Linked DNA regions of Mus musculus: all the other regions are linked to region 2. Evidence: chromatin contacts called from public HiChIP or PLAC-seq data. All regions are on one chromosome and are shown on one strand. The core of a region is the stretch at or near the end of the contact, and the rest is flanking DNA. Distances in the headings are between cores, read along the strand shown.

What was found. HiChIP or PLAC-seq counts read pairs in DNA pulled down with a chosen protein or histone mark.
Region 1: an H3K4me3 HiChIP or PLAC-seq map of stem cell-derived neural progenitor cells shows a contact between it and region 2, with 5 times the contacts expected there. The contact joins the enhancer-like site here to the promoter of Ampd3 in region 2. A contact is called at or near these places in 3 of 39 promoter capture datasets (hippocampal neurons, liver and trophoblast stem cells), 1 of 15 datasets of contacts at CTCF or cohesin (the NIH/3T3 cell line), 1 of 484 Hi-C or Micro-C datasets (the AML12 cell line), 4 of 115 datasets of contacts at active chromatin or transcription factors (cardiomyocytes, embryonic stem cells, pancreatic cancer cells and 1 more) and 3 of 9 other capture datasets (adipose tissue, embryonic stem cells and liver).
Region 3: an H3K4me3 HiChIP or PLAC-seq map of forebrain shows a contact between it and region 2, with 8 times the contacts expected there. The contact joins the enhancer-like site here to the promoter of Ampd3 in region 2.

The regions. Positions count from the first base shown.
Region 1 is chr7:110,296,031-110,298,973 of GRCm38.p6, forward strand. It overlaps the pseudogene Gm9132. Among named protein-coding and RNA genes, the nearest start is that of Gm32861, 9.1 kb to the left of the region's middle. Within about 2 kb of position 1,346, at least 150 of the 459 cell types and tissues checked have an H3K27ac peak or open chromatin away from gene starts, as enhancers often do. A contact at or near this core is called in the NIH/3T3 cell line, adipose tissue, cardiomyocytes and 3 more, where this site is marked.
Region 2 is chr7:110,766,771-110,769,892 of GRCm38.p6, forward strand. Ampd3 (adenosine monophosphate deaminase 3) reads left to right here and starts at 1,436. Exons shown (of 15, transcript NM_001276301.1): 1 at 1,436-1,609. It also overlaps B430319F04Rik.
Region 3 is chr7:110,258,712-110,261,518 of GRCm38.p6, forward strand. The region is part of intron 3 of Swap70 (SWA-70 protein); the gene reads left to right. Among named protein-coding and RNA genes, the nearest start is that of Gm32861, 28 kb to the right of the region's middle. Within about 2 kb of position 1,445, at least 86 of the 459 cell types and tissues checked have an H3K27ac peak or open chromatin away from gene starts, as enhancers often do. A contact at or near this core is called in forebrain, where this site is marked.

The DNA.
Region 1 (2,943 bases), core at 96-2,595, 470 kb before region 2:
ACACATCTAGCCTGTTTCTTCACCGCTCACATCTCTCCCTACACTCTGTAGCCTGGCTTCTACCCCCTCCACTCCACCAGTGGCACCCAAGTCACTGGTAATTCCAGGACACCAGATCCCTCATCACAGCTTGCTTGTTTATTTAATTATTCAGATGCTGGACATGAAACCCGTGGCCTTAAACCTCCTAGGCAAGTGCTCTACCATTGACCCTACGCTCAGCCTTTTCCTCTTGAGACTGTTTTCTCTCGCAGCTCAGGCTGCCGAGCTGGTTAGTCTTCCCGCTGGGGCCTCCTCCTCCCTCTTCCTGTGTAGACCAGGCTGATCTCAAACTCAGAGACCCACCTGCCTCTGCCTCCTGAGGGCTGGGATTTAAGGCATGCCACCACAGCCTGGCTCGAAGCCTATCTTTTCTTTGATGCTCTCCTCCTTTTGTTGACCCCCCCTCCCTAGGGACCACCCTCTGTCTCCTCTGCAGGCTCACTTCCCACCACACAGCCAAACCCCTTAGTGTACTGAAGGGTGGGCATGCTCTCGTCCGATGCTGCCGTGCCAGGGCTCAGTTTCACTCCTACACTCCTGTGAGGGTCTCTGAAAGCCCACCTTCTGCTTTTGGTGCCTTGGGTTGCAGAGATTTTTCTGTCCCCCTCTCCCAGCCTGAGCTCTGGTCACTCCTCAGTGTCCAGCAGCTCAGTGAGAGGGGCTATCACGCAACCAGGTGTGTGGCTTGGGAGACTAGAAGGTCACTTTTGAAACAGCTGTCATTCATGCTTCCTGGCCAGACCTATAGTGACTAGTGTGCATCTTTCTCCGTCATGACTTTGCAGAGTTGTCACACACCTGTTGCTGTCCCACCTGAGTGTCCCTTGACACATCAGTCTGCGAAGCTGAGCCTGAACTCTTGTACCTCAGCCCACAGTTAGTCTCACAAGTGGTCTTGGGGATGCTCCCCGGTCCTCCATATTGTAGTCACTGTCTCTAGGCTGTGCCTTGTGGGAGATCAGGGGTTGATGGCCTAGAGGAGTAGGATCTGCCCAGGACAGAGCTCCAGACTTCTATCCAGCCCAGTCTCAGGTCCAGCCCTCTCTACAGGGCAGGAGGGGCCAACCTGAATGTGGGGTACGGGTTTGCTAGATGTGCAGAGATCCACAGGCCTCCCGGGGACCTGGAAGAGGTTCTGAAATTCGCAGGATCAAGTTTCAGAAAACACAGGTCAGGGTCAGCAGAGCAGCTGGCAGCGGGGAAGGCCAGGCCCAGCTAATTTCCTGTCAGCAGGGCCCAGAGGCCCCAGCCTCTCTCCAGGCCGGCCGCAGGGGAGGAGATGCCGGGAATGGCTCACATTCCTCTGGCTGGGGCTGTACAGACCGGCGAACCTCAGGGGACCTCGGGGAATGAGGAGATGGATCTGCTGTGGCCAGAGTGGGGGGCAGTCCAGGCATCTGTTGTTGAAGCCTTGGCTGACTGAGGCCGAAGCTTGCAGAGTGGAAGCCGGAAGCGAAGAGTGAAGCTACAGGGACCTGGAGAGAAAAAAGCCTGGCCCACATAGGGTCGCAAGGCACCACCTCCCGAGCCCAGAGCAAATCCGTTTGTTTCTTGCCCAGAAGGCTAGATTTCCTAGAAGGCTCAGCTATGGTTGGGCTGTGTGGCAGTGGGGGCCAAGCTGGCCTAGGCTCCTCTTGGAAGGGAGTCAAGGTCCCCCACATGCCGAATGGCTGAATGTTCCTCTCCAGTGTTCTGGTGGTGTGTGGCTAAATCAGCTGGGGTGCTGTTCTCTACTAGGAGGCTCAAGTTCCCAGAAGGAACTTTATGTCCTGTCTGGTCCCCAGGAGGGGACTCCTAGCCTTGAACAGCTGTCCAGAAGCCTGGCCAGGCAGGGCTGACAGGTTCCCTCCCCCTCTGGCCTAGCTGGAAGAAGGGCACACGGGATAAAATCGGACAATTCTGGGCTCACATCCTAGCTCCCTTAGGCTCTGCTGTGTGACCTCAGACAAGGTCATTTAACCCCCTGAAAAGTCTCCCTAATACATGTGTCCTGTCAGAGCCTAGCTTGTCCCTGCCTGGCCAGCTCTCCCCTCAGTAGGCCATTCTTGGCTTCCTGGGAATCCATTCAGTAGTCCCACTAGATAGGGCCTAGACCTACCCAGACCTTCTGCCTCCTCAAGTCTGAACAGACTCAACAGCTCCCAGCCTGCCTGCCCTGAGCACGCCTCGCCCTGGAGATCCCGAGACGGGCTGGCTGCCTTTCCTTGCCTCCCCACACTTGCCCTCTGCCCAGCCATCACTGCATCTAAGAGTCAACATAAATGCCACGGGTCAGGGAGACTCTGCCCCACAGCAGGCTGTGTGTTTCTTGTGCCTTGGCTCCTGCCTGCCCTTACCTAACCAGCTCTGGCTACCCTGGGCACAACACTTGCAGACTTTATTTAGGGTCCAGCGTATCTGCACAGGTATCAACACGGGGCATCAAGGGATACGTGTTGAATACATAAACAGTGGTCAGGGGTTTGTGTGACCAGTTTATTCAGGGTAGGCGCCATCCTATGCTTGGGACGGGGAAAAGGCTGGGGGCTGGAGGATCCTCACATACTGGGGTCCTGAGAAGGGAGATGTTTTTGCCATTTACTGATTAGGCTCCCAGTCCCCCTGCCCACGGCCAGGCTAGAGGTGGGCATGGCAGGAAGCCCCATGCCCCCATTGACTAACCCAGCCAGTGGTAAGAGGCCACCAGAACCTGGCAGCACCAGGTGAGGGTGGGTACATGTCTGAAAGGCTGTAAGTACTAATGTCACCAGGGTGTGGTTTGTGTGCGTGTGAACGCACAGGCTTTTTACAGTACTGCTAGTATGTGCACATGACTGCATTGTCTCGTGCATGTCACCTCCCCCTCCGCAGACACCAGCCCGTACTCTCTGAGGTACCTTTGCCCTGTGTCTGACTCTTAAC
Region 2 (3,122 bases), core at 186-2,685:
TAATAAGTGCAGAGACAGAGTTCTGTTTATCTTTGGGTATCTATCTTCTTAGGAAACAAATAACAACAGCCAGAGTCCTGGAGAGATGGCTCAGCAGTCAAGAGTACTTGTTCTTGCAGAAGATCCAAGTTCCATTCCCAGAATCTACTCGGTGACGTATAACACTCATAACTCCAGTTCTAGGGGAGACAATGCCCTCTTTTGACTTCCTCATGCACCAAATACACAGGTATGCACAGACATATATGGGAACAAAAGGTTCATGCACATAAATAAATCTAAAAAAAATTAAGGTTCAGCAAACTAGCTAGCTTTTTGTTTCTGTTTCTGTTTGTTTGTTTTTCTGTTAGACAGGGTTTCTTTGTATAACAGAGCCCTGGCTGTCCTGGACTTGCTTTGTAGACCAGGCCGGTCTCAAACTCAAAGATAGCTGTATGCTGCTTGAGTGCTGGGATCAAAGGCATGGACCACCAAGCCTGGCCTAGCAAACTAGTTTAATCACGGTTCTTTCACCAAGCCGATCATGGGCAACTTTAAAGCAAGAAGAAAAAGATGCAGCATACTATTCATTAAAAGGAAAATAATTTTCTGGGTTGATGGTATGTGCCTTTAATCCCAGCAGTCTGGAGGCAGAAGGAGGGTCCATATAGCAAAATCCAGGTGAGCCAGGGCTGCATAGTGAGATCCTGTCGTATTTTTAAATTATTGCTTCATTTTTATCACATCTTTAACATTTTAAGTGTGCTATGTAATGTATATTAGCAGTCATGTGAGTATCATTGATAAATATGTAGATTGCAAGCATCAGGCTATGAAGTAGAAAGAATAAAATTTGGTGCTTAAATGAGACAGCTGTGAAGTGAATGAAAACTCACAGTAGCAGTAACTCTGTGAAAGAGGCACAAGTCAAAAGGTGGCTCCCCAGTGTGGCTTAAAGTGGGGGTGCTTGGGTGAGGTCACTGGTCAAGACTAAAACCACCAGCAGGCAATTAGGAGTTGGGCCTAGGAATCTCTGGTTGAGATGCACCTGCCGCTCTAGAGTATTCTGGGCCTAAGAGTTTACTAGCTTATCAGCAGGCAGGAGGCCATTAAAACCACCTGGATGGGCCTGGATTCTCTGAGTTAGCTCCAGAAATGATCCAGGGAGCTGGCATCCCGAGACTCCTCGGAGCAGGAGCAGCATAATGGAAAACCAGGCCATGGAGGCTAAGAAACCGGTCACTCTGTGGAAGTCTGTGGAAGCCAGCGGCGGCAGACACCCAGTGCTAACTTTGGGAGCTGTGTTCCAGGAAGGAAGGCGTGGTCAGCAGGCTGCAGTGCTGGGAAGAGGTGAGCAAGGGTGCACAGAAAGCTCCCGCTGGCCTTGGCAACTCAGAGGTCATTCCGGACTTTGAGGGGCTGGCATAGAAACTAGACCGCAGAAGGCTGGGAAGCAAGGAAGTGTGTGTGTGTGTGTGTGTGTGTGTGTGTGTGTGTGTGTGTGTGTGTGTGTGTGTGTGTGTGTACACGCGCGCGCCCGTGTGTGTTGGGAGGGGCGGGAAGGTGATTCAAGGGACCGGTCCAACACCTGGAGAAAACCAACGCTTGCTGGTCGGTTTAGCTACCAAGAGTAAGTGTCGTGGAGGGAACCATGCCTCTAGAATCTCGTTTTTTGGGGAAAGTCCTGGTTGGGAGGGGAGGAGGAGGTGGGCAAACACCTCGAGGCGCAGCAGCTAGATTGGTGGTAGGGAGGCTCAGAGCGGGTATCCCTGCTGGCATCTGACCCGGGACAGTGTCGCGGCCCCACGGAGCCCGGGTGGAGCCGGACTCGCTTCCGGCCGAGGACAGGGAGGCTGCCGCGCCCGGGTGCTTAGGTTTCCTGCTGGCAGCGCGGCCCAGCGCCTCGGGTAGCTTCGGGTCCTCCAGGTAGTGCGCGATCCCGCTGCACAGGCTCTCTGCCCCGCCACCGGGCCCTGCCGCACAGCGCTCAGCCTGGTCCCCACCAGTCGCGGGCTCCTGCGGGGCGGGCACGGGCTGCAAGCGCGGCCTGGTCGGGTCCAGCTCCACGTACCGGGCCGCGCAGGCGTCAGTGCGCTGCTGCCGCTGCCCTGTGCGCCCTGCCCGGCGCGGCACCTGCGCTCCAGCCCGGCAGCCGGCCCCCATGGCCCTGCCCTCCGAATCCGGTGAGTGCGCGCGATGCTGCGCCGCTGACCTTGGGCCGGCGCTCTGTGCCCAGTCCCCTCTGTGCTCAGAGACCAGAACCTCCGCAGCTCCCACCTCCAGAGCCTGTTCCCCGTCCCTACCCAGCGGTGGCCTGGGTCCTGGCCTCTGGTGAGCCTGCAGCACCTCTGGTTCCTGGCTTAGAGAAAAATCTCAAGATTTAGGGAAATTAAAGGAACCGGGCATGCTAGCTTTTGAGCTCCTGGACAAGTTTCTAGGTGCCTGAGCCTCACTGGGTGTGTTGGGCTGGGGTGAACTTCTAGGTGGAGGCAGAGGTATGGACCAGATGATGAGTCCGTTTGAGGACCCCTTTCTTACCTCCTGTCACTGGGCAAGTCACTGGGAGTACACCCTTGTGCTGTAGTAGGTTGGTTCCGCCCTTGAACTTCCTGCAGCTGCTTTAAGAGCAGATCTGCTAATGGCTGGTCTAGGCTGGCAGAGGCCTGTGATGCAAGTTTGAGAGGCCCCTTAGTAGATGTTTTCTAACGGGAGTGTCCCCAAACTGCATGTGGCTGGTGAGAAATAAGCAAAGTTACTGGAGTAAAGCTGACAGCAGTATGCCCAGTATGGTCCTGAGCAGTTGTGGGCTGAGCAGGGACCTCTTTAAGAAGACATGCTTTGTACCCTAGGTACAAAGAGTCAATGCCAAGTTGCAGGCAGCCGTGGAGCCTCTGTCTGTTCCAGCTCCATCATCACCTTCACCTCAGAGGAAGTGTTGACTGCAGACTGGGGGAGTCCGCCTGTCCAGGTTGCAACTTGGAGGGACTTGGCTTGCTCTGAAGAGGCTGGTAGTACCTGGTCCTCTCTAGGTGGGCTGGTGTGAGACTCTAACCTTTCAGGCCTATCCATCCTTAGCCCAGCCTCAAACCTGAAATCCTGAATACAGGCGGACTGGCTCTCACCAGCATTGTGTTCTTTGAGAT
Region 3 (2,807 bases), core at 195-2,694, 510 kb before region 2:
GGAGTCAGCCTCTTGAAGTTTCACCGCGGCCTTGGCACACTGGGCTTTAGCAAGCCATCTGCCCTTTGACCGAGCACTGCACCCAAGGTCACACTAGGATGTGGGAAATAGTGCCTATTACATTTTGTTTCCTTTCTAAATATTTAACAATATAAAAACTATACGTTTGAACTGTTTTTGAAATGCAGGGTTTTAGAAAATGTAACATAAAAACATACATTTAAAAAAATAAAATTTAGAATGCAATGTCTTTGTGGGTTTAACTTATCTGTTGGTAATTTTAAAGTCTTACAAGTTCAGAGTGTCTCGTGTACATAAGAGACGTTTACTGCTCGTTACATAGAGTCTAAATAGAATGTATTTACCTTGTATACACACACACACACACACACACACACACACACACACGCACGCACGCACGCACGCACCACACACGCACGCACGCACGCACGCACGCACGCACGCACGCACGCACGCACGCACACACGCACGTGCTCGAGCATGCTCCTTTGTTTGTTTGTTTGAGACAGGATCTCTCTTTCTGGCTGGCCTTGAACTCCGAGATCCACCTGCCTCTGCCTCCCGAGTGCTGGGTTAGAGGCGTGCTCCTGTTCCTCCACTCTTGCATAATTTTTATGTTTCTACTAATCCATCTATCATAATGATCACTGTGTTTAAAGTTTACAGTTTTTGTTGTTACTTGTTTTGTTTTTGAGACATGGTTTCACAGTGGAGGCTGGGCTGACCTCAAACTTGTGGCTATTCTCCTGTCTCCACCCCTGAGCCCCGAGATCATAGATATGCTGTACCATACCCAGTGAAATCAAGGCTTTTTTTCTCTACTTCAGCCAATACTGTCTAACGACGGCAGTTGTGTGAATAATGCACCCACAATATTCATTCGACTATGGTTTCCATTACCTAGAACGAATGTCAAGAATGTTAAATAAATATTTAAATTACATGGTAAAGTCAAGGTGTTTTCTGTCGGCACGTTTGTAGAGAGATGGTGAGCCCCTTTGAGTTGGTTCCACATTTTCTTCTGGTGATAATTCTTGGAAATGTGTGCCCATAAAGCATAAAGTATAGTTTTTACTAGTGTCATTTCCCATAGAACCAAGAACAAAACAGGATGTGTCTGTCACACACGTATTTGGAAGAAGTGCCTTGCTGCAGTGAAAACTCAAACTTGAAATGTTTTAAAGAGATCTTAGTAGAGGTAAAATGTAGGTTGCTCCTTTAATGACAGAGAAAACTTTTGACAGAATAAAAATCCAAGCCAAAGACCTAGAAAAATCACATTCAGCTTCAAGTTTCTTCTTGTTATTTTTAGTGAAATCTGCTTGGAAGGAGGAAGCAGGCTGCTTCCTGGACTGAATGAGCCTTAGAATTGGCACAGGCGCTTCTGTAAAGCAACCCTGGCACACACGTGACTCATTATTTAGTTTACTTGAATAGTGGAGTGAGAATGTGTCTCTTTGGCCAGCACAGGCAAAAGGTCCTTCTGCTCCTTGGTTAGAGTGTGTATGATTGTGTTCCAAGTCAACAGGAAGGACACAGTTGCTGGGAGTGATGGCTTGTTGGTGTTGGGGCTTAAAGTCAGCCTTCCAGGGCTTGAGAGTTTACCATTCCAAGAAGGTTCCAGAACTTGGGAAGCTGCTTTGAGAACTGAATTGAGAATCTGAGTTGCAAACAAAGGGTCACCTGGAGCTGGGAGGTGGTGGGTAAGCAAAGGCTGTCTCCTGATTTGCGCAGTGTCATGGGCTACAGCATCCTGTCAAATCCACAATGGCCCTTCATCCTGTATACACACATGCCATGCACATGTGCTTCCTCATAGTATTCCCTTGATGAGCTAAGTCTCAACCAGCAGCCCAGTGCCTCGTTTTGGGCTCCCTTAGGGAGTTAGAACTTCTATGTATGTTATCACTACCTTGGATAATTGCTTATCTAACTATCTTTTATTTTATATTTTTTATTAGATATGTATTTACATTTCAGATGTTATCCCCTTTCCTGGTTTCCCCTCCCAACCCCCTATCTCATCCCCGCTCCCCTGCTTACTAACCTGCCCACTCCTGCTTCCCTGTCCTGGCATTCCCCTACACTGGGGCATCGAGCCTTCTCAGGACCAAGGGCCTCTCCTCCCATTGATGCCCACAAGGCCATCCTCTGCCACATATGCAGCTAGAGCCATGAGTCCCTACATGTGTACTCTTTGGTTTAGTCCCTGGGAGCTCTGGGGTGGGTAGGGTCTGGTTAGTTGATAGTGTTATTCTTCCTATGGGGTTGCAAACCCTTTCAGATCCTTCAGTCCTTTCTCTAACTCCTCCATTGGAGATTCCCTGCTCAGTCCAATGGTTGGCTGTGAGCATCCACCTCTGTATTTGTCAGGCACTGGCAGGGCCTCTCAGGAGACTGCTGTATCAGACTCCTGTCAGCAATCACTTGTCGGCATCCCCAATAGTGTCTGGGTTTGGTGACTGTATATGGGATGGATCCCCAGGTGGGGCAGTCTCTGGATGTCTTTCCTTCAGTCTCTGCTCCACACTTTGACCAGACCAAATGACGCTCAAGAAGGAATACCAAAATATGGCTACTTCTGTCCTTCTTAGAAGGGGGAACAAAGTACCCATGGGAGGGGCTAACTATCTTATTACCTGGATGTAGGAGTAAACAGACTCTCTTGTAGCCCAGGCTGTCCTTGAATTCATTATTTAGCTGAGGATAGTTTTGATCCTCCTGCTACAAACCGACTCTTACTGCTTGCGTGCATTCTCTCTCTCTCTCCTTTCTTTTAAAAAACT